2 separate regions of the Gossypium hirsutum genome follow, and region 2 is linked to region 1. Evidence: chromatin contacts called from public Hi-C data. All regions are on one chromosome and are shown on one strand. Each heading gives the region's core, a stretch centred on a gene start, on an enhancer-like site or on the middle of the called end of the contact. The rest is flanking DNA. Distances are from core to core; before and after follow the strand shown.

Region 1 (6,588 bases), core at 1,138-3,637:
GTTATCCTAGGAATCGATTTAGAAGGAACGAAATGCCTCAAATCCTCTTAGACCAAACTCATTTTCTTCTTATTTGGACTTCCATAGACAAAAACCATTAGAACAAATTGTGACAGAATATTACTAAAAAATCTTGTCACAATGAATTGTGGATGATTACATACCACTTCCAACCTAACTGAAATTATCCACCCAAGCCAAAAACCACCAAAAAACTCGATAGCTTCAACCCGATAAGAATGCTGAAATCCCAACTTAGCTATGATTTCATCTGCCTTTCTTCCACTAACCCTCAGCTCTAATAAGCTAACAATATCCAACTTATGTGCCAAATAGTACTCCTTGAAAATACGAGGGAATTTTGCATTCACATATCCTTGAAAATTCCACGAAAAAATAGACAAATTTAAGTCCATAAATAATAATCCCAGACAAAACAAAACTAATCTTACTGCCGAGAAGCATCCTTAGAAACCAAATGCTTTCCGTCACCCTTTGGATCCTCTTGAGCATTTTCTTGCTCAATTTGTGAATTAATAAGTTCAACCAAACTATTAACCGAGTCAAATAAGAGAGCCCGTGAAGATGAAATTTTGAACGTATTCCCTCTATCTTTAATGGTTTTACTAAGTTTTCTACCTTTACGACCTCCTCCAAATTCTCTCCAACGGTTGCAACTCTGCCGTAAATTTTTTTCTACCCAAAATACCCTTATGAACATCCCCATTTTGGTACCTTGATTCGGTTGAACATTCTCCTTAAAAATCACATCCGAATGTTTGGAATGATCCAAAACACCTTCCTTCATTTTAACCGGCACTTCTAACATCCTCTCAAACATCGGGTTAAAATTGGACGAAAAACTGGAATTAAATTTGGAAGAAGGGATAGTATTTACCACTTCCTCACTCCCTTTATGTGCAACATGAAAAGAATAAGAAGCAGTAATGTTACCGTATGCAATAGGAGCAGCAACCTCTCTTAGGCCTAGAACAGAATGGGCTTCATCACTCTGTCCCAGTCTCGTCTGGAGGACCCTCCAACCTACGGGTTACTTTTGGGCCTCCTACCATAGCACCCACTCGCACCTGATTAAAGGAGCCCACTTCGCCTTCTTGAACCGACCTTCCAACCTTAGCCGAAATTAAATTGCTCTCCACCTCTTTATTTCCGACCTTAGCCCTTGTTATCCCCTTATGAACCGAGCTCGCAACAATATTCTGCCAAAAAATTGAGTGTGGGATCTTATCTTTGCCGTGAAAAAGGCAGAATCTCCTTCCATCCTATCTTCTAGAGATGCCTTATTATAGTTAGGGTGAGCGTTTAGTCGAATTGAGTGAAAAAAAATTCAAGTTAATCGATTTTACGAGTCTTTTTTTTATCATTCTAACTCAATTTGAAATTTTTTTCGAATCAAATCCAGTGAAATCAAATTTGAGTCGAGTCGAATTGAGTGAAATTGATCGAGTTAAATTAAAAAAATTAAACATGTCAAATAAAAATATTATTACAGTATGACTAATTCCATGTCATAGCACATAAATTTGAAACCATATATATTTGAAAAAAATTCAAAGAAAAATAAAAAACATATATACTTGAGTACGATAAATTTGAATAGTTAATTAGGTCCCCAAAATTATTATTTTAGAAAATTTTTAAAATTTTAACTTTTTTATATATATATTTAGAATTTTGTAGAATTTTTATAAATTTTTTAAATATAAAATTTGAAATTTTTATAAATATTTTGAATTTTAAAAATTATTTTGAATTTTTGGAAATTATTTTGAATTATTCTGTAATTTTTGTTGAGAGAGACTAATTTGCTTATTTTTAAAGTTGACAGGGACCAGAAGGGTATTTACACCAATTTGTTATTCAAATTGTGAAATTCAACTAGACTTGAATTCGAATCTTGAATCGAGTTATTCGAGTTAACTTGAATAATTCAAATTTTTTTCTATTTTTTCAAATCGAATCGAGTTTTGCTCACTCGTAATTGCCATTAATACTTTCCAAATCATTAATTCGGGATTTACCCATCAAAGTTCCTTGATTTGTGGCTTCGATCTTGCGAGAACCACTGAAATTTCGCCTCTTCCTACATTGCACCAACATCCATGGACCATAGGGTTCTATCTCACCAACACTGCTGTCAACCACCATCGTGGTATCCGTCTTATTGTTTCCTCCATCAGTGGAAGATGCGTCTGCTACTGATCCCAGACTAGTTTTCTTTGTTTTATAGAACTCTTTAGCATGGCCGTAACAACCACACGAAAAGCATACCGTAGGCAAGTATTCATATTCAATTTTCTGAATAACTCCATTAATTAAAACTTGCGACACCAATGGCTTTTCAAGATTGACATAGATTGCCATATTCACGAATCGACCCCGAGCTTTGTTACCTATATTCAAATCTAATTTAGCTACTTTTCCAATCATCCTATCAATTTCTCACAAATTTTTTCGCTTATACATGTGCCCCGAAAGTTCTAGAAGATGGATCCACAACATGACTACACAAGGGAACGACTTAACAGGATCAAATTCAATGGACCATGGTTGCACCGTTAAGTATTTCCCATAAATGATCCAGGGTCCCTGAGATAAAACTCGCTCAAAATACTCAGAACTCTAAAACTTAGCCAAAAAATACCAATTCTTTATGCCCATCAAATAAAAAGGCTTAGAAGGCTTCCACAGAGAATACACTTTATTTTGAAGCGTAGCATACCCAATGTTTCGGCCTAAGAGCTTGATCACCATGGTATTAGTCATATCCTTGATTAATATATAACTTAATCTCGACCCCAAAAAATTACTGGCTTCACTCCTACTTATTACCTTATTTTCAATACAAAATTTAAAAACTTCATACTAAATTAAGTTACAATACTTTTTCGTTGTTCCAACCTTAATGATTTATATTCACATAAAAATTATTATTATAATTAATTATATCTTTCACAAATTTTGAATCTTTATTTATGACATATTTCATTATAATATTATTGGTTATGACATTAATCATTATCAATTTTGTTAATAGAGTCTTAATTTTATTGACATTGTTATTGTTGTCTGTGTAAGAAAATATGAGTTCGAACTCGTTAAAACGCGTTTATCAAGATTGGAGAGAGGTTATAAGTAATTCTAAACTTTGTATAAAAAAAAACTTACCATTTTATTTTTGTAATTATATATTATTTTATTAGCAGAATTAATTTCTTTAAATGTTTTCATGTTTAAATATAATATATTTTAATTAAAACTTACAACAAAATCCGTTCATCCCATGGAATAATATATATGCAGTTTTTCAATTAGGGAAACTTAATATATATTGTTTTGAAATTTTTAATTGTTTATTTATTACTCTATAATCATATTTGCATATTTAGTGTTTATTACTATTACACTGCATAATTACGAATTTACGATGGTTTATTTATTTATTTGACAAAAGGGTAAATGTCAATACAAAAGATCAACGATAACAAGGCAGAAGAAGTTCTAATGAGACTGGGGATAATAAGTGACGAGGCTTATCTAATATACCCGATTAAGCACTTTTTTCCTTTTTAATAGATTTTTTATATAAAGTTTTAAAATTATTTATAACCCCTTCCCAACCCATAAATAAGAGAATAATGCGCTTCAACACACTCGAACACACGTTCCCCTGCATTGGCAACAGTATTATGCCTGAGCTAAGACTCGATCGACATCGAAAAAGCATTTTTAAATTGGATAAATTAAAGAATTTCTAATATTAAAATTTAGGATAAACTATCATGTTAGTCACTTGATTGTTTTTATTTCGATCGCTGATAAAAATTGTTAATTTAATTACCACCGTTAAAAAAATTGACCAAATTAACCATTCCACTGTTAAATTTAACGAAATGTTTTCATTATTTATTTATTTATTAATTAATTTTTTTTCTTCCTTAATATTTATGCTCTTCTCACTTCTAACCCAAATGACATCTTTAAAGGAGGTGGTAGTGGCAGCTACGATTTTTGGGTTAGAAAAGAGAAGTAAGAGTAAGTGTTTGATCGAATCAAGTCAAATTGCATCGAGTGAAACGAAATATTCAAGTTACTCGAGTTGACTATCATCCTAACTCAATTTAAATTATTTTTTAAATCTAGTCGAGTGAAATAAAATTTGAGTCGAGTGAAATTGTTGGAATTAAAATAAAAAATAAATATGTCAAAATAAAATCTTGTTACAATATAATTAATTCCATATTAGATCACATAAATTTAAAACTATATATATTTGAAAACTCTTTCAAAGCAAAATAAGAGAAAAAATAATACACTAGTATGATAAACTTGAATTTATAATTTACTTGTTTAGTTCCTTAAAATTATTATTTTAAATTGTTTAAAAAAATTAAACAATTTTATATATTTTTTAGATTTTTCTAGAATTTCTAATTTTTCAAACTTTTAAAAATTATGATTTTTCTTTTTTGCAATTTGAAGATTATTTTAAATTTTTTATAATTTTTTATTGAGAAATCAATTTGCTTATTTTTAAAATTGTCAGGAATTAAAAAGGCATTTACACCAATATATTATTTCAGTCATTCGAATTTAACTTGACTTGGACTCAAAAAACCAAACAATTTAAATAATTCAATCCAATTAACTCAATTCAATTTTTTTTAGAGAACATAAAAAAGAAAAAGAAAATTAAGAAAATATATAAAAAAAAAGAAAAGAATTTAACAGTAAGAGAGATGAATTCAACGGCTAAATGATGAAATTCTAGGATAAACCAAATTAATAAAAAAAATCAACCTAATTTTAAACCGACTACCGGACTTTCAAAATTTCCAAACTTGAATACATAATAACAAAGTGCCAATTACAGAACGTCGTCAGAAGCTATAGTATTTTCTGCATGTAATTGGTTTATTTTTCTCAAATGTAAACCCAGAATCATATTTTGAAAATACTTAATTTTTTTTGTTTTACAAAAGCATAATTTAGTAGATGAAGTGAAGTGCATAGAAATCCAGTTCCATAACACTGCAACCAAGTTTTCCAATCACAAAGATGTTAGAACGATGATCGCACGAACCAATTAAGCTAAATTCCGCATTCTAAAAGAGATCTGCTTTAATAATATACATAGTTGATACAAGGGGGAAAAAAGCATTTAGATTAACTAAACAAGGATTAAAACAGAAAGAGAAAAGAAAATGGAAAATAATAATAATAAAAGAGAGAAGGTACCATTTCTAAGAAGGAAATGTCCTGCAACTCAACTAATATTAGGCATCCCCCATTCTATTTCTTGCCTTATATTGCCATCCAAAGGCAGAGGCTCTCCATTTCCAAACAAGGGTCTTGGCCTCTTCTTCATGATACCAGCCTGTGAACCCACCGGGCTTCCACTCGAAGTCAAGCAGCTTTCAACCGAGCAATCACCAATCCGACCCGGCATATTGGAAGTTCTGTTGTTCTCTAAAACTACTGCAAGTTCAGACAAGGAAGGCAGTTTTATTTTATCATGAGGAGGGATCATCCCTTGACAATCATTGGAAACCTTAATAGCCAGTTCCGATAGCTCTTCTCTTGCAGCTTCCAGACCTGTGGAAGCAGCTTGATCTTGATCGGTCAGAGCTTTGCAGGCTTTCTCGAGCATTGACTGTAGGTATTTGCTTTGTGCTTCAATCCGAAGCTGAAGGCGATGTTGTACCTGCCAAGTGAAACCATTAGTACACAGAAATCTATCCTACAACGAAAAGAACACCCCTTCAAGGTCACTGAATTTCAGTATCTGCATGTTGCTTTACAGGGCAATAATTAAGTAAACAACCATGGAAAACTAACGCTAACCAAAAGTCTAGGCAACTATAACCAACCTCCAACTGTTCATGCAGTCTTCGTTGCACTTCCATTTGTGCTCGTAGAGCTTCAGTTACCTGGTAACCACTGTTAGGAACATGAAATTCAGCATTCATCCAAGGACCAAGCAACAAGTGGAATTGTCAAACAAGAGAAAATATAACATACTCGTTCAGATCTTGCGCTACCATTCTTGACGACGATGTTGTAGATGAACCAGTGTCCTGACTTTCTGCAACACAAGATGCTGAAACACCAATCACATATCCAATTATCAGTCGATTATGAATAGGATAGCCTATGTAGGTATTTTTATAATAACCCCAAGACCTCACGTCTAAAAAGATCCAGTTAAATTCCAAGATGAACAAATCAAGAAATTCATATCAAAATAATTTTTATCAAAACCCCAAAAGCTTATGCCTTCAGTCTTCTTGAGTGTGATTACTTCTCTTTGAAGTGTCGTAATAAACAGGGTGAATATATTAGAGACCTTTCTTCAATGGTCTTTTCTTGGCAGAGTCAAAAAAGTGAAAGAATCATAAGTACATCAAAGGTACAAGACTTAAAAGGGTATAAGTTATCATATTTGTTATTAAATGCACAGGCTCTAAAGTAACAGTAATTTAAAGAGACTAAGATGCATACCATCCTTAGAGTTATCAGTTGATTCCTTGCACGATTGCTTCCCCAGCCGGTATTTCTGCAAATATG
Region 2 (6,588 bases), core at 1,260-3,759, 590 kb after region 1:
TGATTCAAACACAGAATCACTTCATCTAGGTCAAAGCATATATCACCTGTCACTATTATATCACCGACATATACAACAAGAAAAATAGAACCATATATAGTTTGTTTGAAAAATAATGAGGAACCGGCTCGTGAAACCTGAAAATTCAGTTGTTGAACTAACAATTCCCTTAATTTTTCAAACCATGCTCTCAGAGCCAGCTTAAGACCATAGAGAGCTTTGTTTAGGCGACAAGCTAAAGGCTTCCCATTGACCTCCATGACCTCAAAACCAGGTGGTTGTCTCATGTATATATCTTCAGTCAAATCCCCATTTGGAAAAGCATTATTGACATCAACTTGTTGTAGTTTCCACTTTCTCGACACAGCTAGCACCAGAATCATTCGAATCGTGTTTGCTTTGACCATTGGACTGAATGTCTCATGATAATCCAAACCTGCAGCTTGAGAAAAACCTTGAGCAACCAAACGAACTTTATTTCGAGCCACACTGCCATCTGGGTTCTTTTTTACCTTAAACAACCATTTGAAACCCACAAGACATCGATCAGCTGGTGCTGGCACTAAATACCAAGTATTATTTTTGACAAGAGCTTGTAGTTCATCATGAATCCAATCCTTCCATTCTGGAATGGCCATAGCTTCATGAATATCAACTGGCTCAACAGGGCTAAGAGAAGCAGTGTAAACTCTTGGCTTGTAAACCCTAGCTTTACTCCGACTAACCATAGGATGAATATTGCTTTGAGTGGAACCTGGCAGCTCTGAATTGACAGGAGGAATTATACTCTGAGTACGCTGATTGTCCTCTAATTTAGTTATGGACAAGCCTGAAGTAATAGAGTACTGTGGAGGAGACGGTATAGAAGACTCAGAAGACAGTAATACAAAACCCACAAGATGAGGACTTACATATGAGGTCCTTATAGGTGAAGGAACCATAACTACTGGAAGTGTAATACTAGTAGCGGGACTATCAGAAGTTGCAGCAGGCTTCGAGCTCAAACCATTGGCAAATGGGAAAACCCCTTCATCGAATTGAACATGACGAGAAATATACACTCGACCAGTCTTATCCAAACACTTATAACCTTTGTGATTTGGTTCATAGCCCAGGAATGTGCAAGGCGTGGACCTATATTGTAACTTGTGACGGTTGTATGGTCCCAGCAAAGGATAGCATAAACACCCAAACACACTAAGCACCTTATACTCAGGCTTCTGACCAAGAAGTTTTTCCATTAGAGAAATTCCACCTAACACCTTTGTAGGAAGCAAATTCGTGAGATACACAGTAGAATAAAAATCATCAAACCAATAAGACAAAGGTAATGATGCCTGAGCAAGCAGAACCAAACCAGTTTCCACAATTTGCCGATGACACCTTTCCACCATCCCATTTTGCTCAGACGTGTGCGAATAGTGAGTCGATAAGCTATACCACACCCATTAAGATATTAATCAAAGGTGCGAAAGTCACCTCCCCCATCTGTCTGAAGTTGTTTGATCTTGACACCAAGTTGAAGTTCAACATGAGTTTTGAAGGTCAAAAACATTTGTAGTGCATTAGATTTCTTGCGAAGAAAATATATCAATGTGTGCCATGAAAAAGCATATACAAACGAAATGTAATATTGATAACCAGAAGAGTAGTAAGGTGCAAGACCCCATAAATCAACAACAACAAGTTCAAGAGGAGCAGAATATACTGAATTAGTAGCCACAAATGGCAGGTTATGACTTTTAATTACCAAGAACACAAGCATTACATAAAGAAGGTGACTTATTTGTAGGAATTGAAACATTACAAGACACCAACACTTCTTTTATAACAGCAAAAGATGGATGACCAAGTCGTTGATGCCACCGAGTGAACCTGTAATCTGGACTAGAATTCTGACACACCTCATCAGCAGCCGTGTTTTCAACAGTCAATGCATGTTTGGGAGAAACAGAGGAAAACTGATACAATCCATTTTCCTCAGTGCCGCGAAGTGGTATCCAGCGTGATTCCAGATCCTTGATAAAGCAGGAAGTTGGATAAAATTTAAAAAACACACTGTTATCCTTAATAAACTTGGAAATAGAAAGATTTTTGTGGATGTCTGGAACATATAATAAATCTTTAAGAAGCAACAGATCAGACCCATGAGATAAATCAGACTCACCAATGCAAGAAATAGGAATAGATTGACCATTACTGAGAACAACTTTACCTGACCCATTGTACAATTGACAGTCATTGAACTTGGTAGAGTCATTTGTCATGTGTGTAGTAGCTCCACTGTCAGGATACCACTAAATGACGAGCCCAATCTTCTAAACCCAGAGGAGTTCGATTGCCCAGACCTAACACTAGGGTTTAGGACATCATAATCATACGCCGAATCATATTTGAGATAACAGCGCCGGGCGACATGACCAACCTTGCCACAGATTTGACATTGAAGGCGCGTTCCACCATTAGATTGTCCACGCCCCCGACCGCGAAACTCGGTTGCTCGATTGGACCGAAACACTTGAGGTGGTGGTTGTCCAACATATGTAGGCATGACCATAGCAGACTGAGAACCCGACGACAACGATTTGTTCTCTATCGCAAGATATGCAGAAAACGTGACCTAAGACAGATGCACTTATTGGTGAGCTTCAACATCTAACAGCGCCGTCGTAATGCCTTATAAAGCAAAAGGCGCTCGACTCGTCATTATTATAGAAACGACATGATCATATTCCAGAGGAAGATCATTAAGAATGGCTGATTGATACTCCGGAATATGATCATATTGAAAATCATGTCGTTTCTATAATAACAGCCAGACTTTAAATAGAGAGACCATCGACCCCAACAATTTCTTTTGGTGGTATACGAACCGTTCCATCAATAAAGAACTGCAATCTGTGAGTTTTGATGACCAGTAAAACAAATTACTCTGATACCATATTAGAATGTGAGAAATTGAGAAAATACATTTCTATCTCACTTGCAATTACAATATGATCTTCAACACTTATACACCAGCAATGGATTACTAACAGAATTGACAACTATCCTGAACTACTTAACTAACAATGAACTGCCCATAACTATTTTATTTCACTTAGTTACTGCTAATATGAATTTTTTTTAATACATTTATAAATATCATCACTATTGTAATCTTAAGATTTTAGATTATATCAAAATTTCAAGTTACTCATATCTAAATTAAAATTACACTAAATCAGGAGGTTGAACTGGTAGTTTAACCAGTTCCACCAGTGACATTGGGATAATAAATCGACAGTTAAATCAGTTTATTAAATTTTTAGTATTTTACTAATATTTTATAAATTTCAGTTGTGTATGCAATTGTTGAATTGATGGTCGAACCGGTTGAATCGAAAACGGATGATTTGATTGGTTCGACTATCGATTAAATTTTTAAAACATTTGTTTCATATAAGTATAGATAATTTAACCGCATGTTTCTAAAATTACAAACCTTTTTGAAAATAAAATTATTTCTTCAATTTTTTTATAATTAGAAATTAATAGGAAAAAAACGACTATTCATAGTAAATTTCATCATATAAAGATTAGTAATTATAAAATAATAATGCATAACGAATAAGAATAGTAGCAAATAGTGATATATGAAAATTTCTCAGTTAAAATTTAAAATTTAAATTTAAAATAATGAAAAACGTAATAGTTTATTCATAACAAAATAATAAATTATGATAGATAAACAATAATTATAAAATTCATCATTAAAATTTTAAAATTTGCATAAGCAATTAATATAAATAAAAGTTTTTGTACATTTACAAATATTAACATTATTATAACATAAAATTTATATTTTAAATTATATCAAAATTTCAAATTACTCAAAATGATATCTAAACTAAATCAAACTGACAAGTTGAATCAGTGGTTTAATCGATTCCATAACTGACATTGGGATAAAAAATTGACTGTTGAGCTGGTTTATAAATTTTTAATTGTGTATTCAATTTTTATTGAACTGAGGTCAAATTAGTTAAATCGAAAACGAATAATCTAATTAATTGGACTAATGATCCAATTTTGAAAACATTCATTATTGATAAGTATAGATCATTAAATTACATGTTTCTAAAATTACAAACCTTTCGAAAACAAAATTATTACTTCTGTTTTGATAATTTACAGTTAATAGAAAAACGATTATTCATAGTAATTTTCATAATATAACGGTTAATAATTGAAAAGTAATAATGCATAATGAATAGTAGCAAATCATTTATTAAATAGTTATATATAATTGATAAAAAAGATAAAATATAAATATGATCACCCATTATTTAAAATGATTTATTTTACTATCCAACTTAAAAAACAATAATAAAATTTTACTTTCAGTCACTCAATTTTTTAAAAATTGTATTTAGTTAACTTCATAAATTATAGATTAGAAACTTATATTTGAAAAATGATGAATATTTTATCTTTACACTATGGAAATCTTTATATTCCATTTATAATTTCTTGATTAACTTTAATATATATTATATAAATAAGGTCTTAATTTATTATATTTATTTCTCAAGAATTTAAATTTAAATGTTATAATGTTTAAAAAACTTGAGTCTGCTTTGATAGCACGTTATCATTTGCTCAATTGGCAAGTCCAAATTTTTTTTCTTAGGGTTTGCTTTAGCTGACAAGAACTTTTCTATATTCAAGAAAATCAGGAGACTACAAATCGATAATAGAAAAGATTGTGATTTTGTCTGTTCTACAACCAAGTCGGTGAAAAGAAACAAGTTGGCGTGCGAAGGAGTTTCGTCAATGGAGAAAGATATGGCGCATTTATGCCTCGATGATGAGGAAAAAGAAGTCGTGAAATTTGGGGTGGAGCCTAATCTGCAAAAATTAGGCTATGATCTTTGTTTGGTAGGGTGTTGTCTTACAGCAAGTGTGGTCCACTTCCTTGCCATGAAAAATACTATAGCTAATTTGTGGCATATATTGGGAGGAATTCAGATATCAGATTTCGGAGAAAATCACTATTTTTTTCGTTTCTTCCACGAAGTTGATGTGGAATGTGTTATGTTCCTCTAGTGTTCACGGACTTTTGAGTACAAGTGCATGATCTTCCGCCAGGTTTTTTCTCAGATAATGTGGCAAAACAACTTGAGAATTTTGTAGGTAAATTCCTGGAATATGATACAAGACAATCAAATCAGAGTTATAAAAATTTTATACGTAGTAGGGTTTAGTTGGATGTACGAAAATCGCTAAAAAGGAGGGAAAATTTATGGCATCACAATCAAATTTTGTTTACGTTAAATTTAGATATGAAAATTTCTCTATTTTGTTTCCTGTGTGGTTGTTTAAGGCATGGGGATAGATTATGTCGAAAAGAATAAATATTGGGATGATGGAAGTAAAGTGTGGGTGGGACTTGTGTCTGAAGGCACAACCAAGAAGAGCGACGATTACACTGAGTGTTTGGCTGAGGGAGGATAATAATGGGGATAATTTTGGGTAATCTATCGGAAAACAAAATGAAGGAAGGAGTGGAAGGTCGGTAGGAAATTTTGACCTACGACAAAACGACAACTTCATGAGATCTATTTTAAGTTTCAATTTGGAAGGAGGAGGGACTTAAGATAAAGGGAAATGAATCAAAACTTCTGAAAGGATGGGGAGAGCAGATATGGAGGATGATAGGGAAGAGCTTCCACTAGTGAATAGCGAGGGAAAAATAAGGCCTAGGTTAGATAAACAAATTCTAGAGAGATCTTTTTGTACACTCATGGCTGAAGGGAGTGAGAGATGTGAGGAAATTTGCAAAAAATAGATATCAGCGCGTGCCAATAGGTAAGCCAACCTGATGTAATAAAAATATTAACCTGGAATGTGTGTGGATTAGGGAGTCTATAGAGCGTTAGGAGGCTTCAGCTCATGTAGAAGCAACATAACCCCCTTACCTTCCTCATGGAGACAAAGTTGGACATTAAGCGAATGGAGAGAGTGCGACGACGATGTGGGTTCCATAATGGTATTGATGTGTTAGATTTATTCTGTAAGCTTAATAATTTATTCTATCAACCACATTGATGTTAATATCGAAGAAGATGAAGGTGGTGAAAAGTGGTGGTTGACTAGTTTCTATGGGGCCCTAGAAGCCCGAGGAAGGAATAGAGCATGCGACCTTTTAAGAAGGTTAGGAAGAGAGCAGATTAACCCATGGCTGGTTTGTGGGGATTTTAATGAGATTCGTTAATCTTTTGGAAAAGGAGGTTTCCCAAGGGAAGAAGGACGCATGGAGGAATTTAGGGCAATTCTAGAAGACTGTCATCTTGAAGACATAGGGTATACAGGGCGTTGGTTTACGTGGGAAAAGGGGACCCTTCCGGAGACAAATACCAAAGAACATATTGACAGAGGGATGGTGAATTTGGAATGAATTAATTTATTTCCTGAATACACAATTCGACACTTGTCACATTATTTTTCTGATCATTTCCCTTTATTGGTTAAAACCAAATTTGAAAAGGTGATCGTGAAGAGGTCTAACTTTAGATTTGAAGCATGGTGAGCTATGAAAGATTCTTG

Evidence for each region. A called contact is a pair of places that touch in the nucleus more often than the background predicts.
Region 2: a contact with region 1 is called in a Hi-C map of leaf, with 2.3 times the contacts expected there. The contact joins two enhancer-like sites. A contact is called at or near these places in 8 of 34 Hi-C or Micro-C datasets (callus, hypocotyl, leaf and 1 more).

The regions. Positions count from the first base shown.
Region 1 is chrD10:28,935,629-28,942,216 of Gossypium_hirsutum_v2.1, forward strand. LOC107914828 (protein PHR1-LIKE 3) reads right to left here. Exons shown (of 6, transcript XM_016843871.2): 3 at 6,523-6,577; 4 at 6,043-6,121; 5 at 5,892-5,961; 6 at 5,108-5,725. The coding sequence ends at 5,288. Among protein-coding and RNA genes, the nearest start is that of LOC107914828, 6.1 kb to the right of the region's middle. Within about 2 kb of position 2,388, at least 5 of the 9 cell types and tissues checked have an H3K27ac peak or open chromatin away from gene starts, as enhancers often do.
Region 2 is chrD10:29,525,927-29,532,514 of Gossypium_hirsutum_v2.1, forward strand. It overlaps LOC107915461, which reads right to left. Exons shown (of 8, transcript XM_016844620.1): 5 at 2,723-2,803; 6 at 2,426-2,620; 7 at 1,751-2,297; 8 at 1,457-1,707. The coding sequence ends at 1,457. Among protein-coding and RNA genes, the nearest start is that of LOC107915461, 12 kb to the right of the region's middle. Within about 2 kb of position 2,510, at least 6 of the 9 cell types and tissues checked have an H3K27ac peak or open chromatin away from gene starts, as enhancers often do.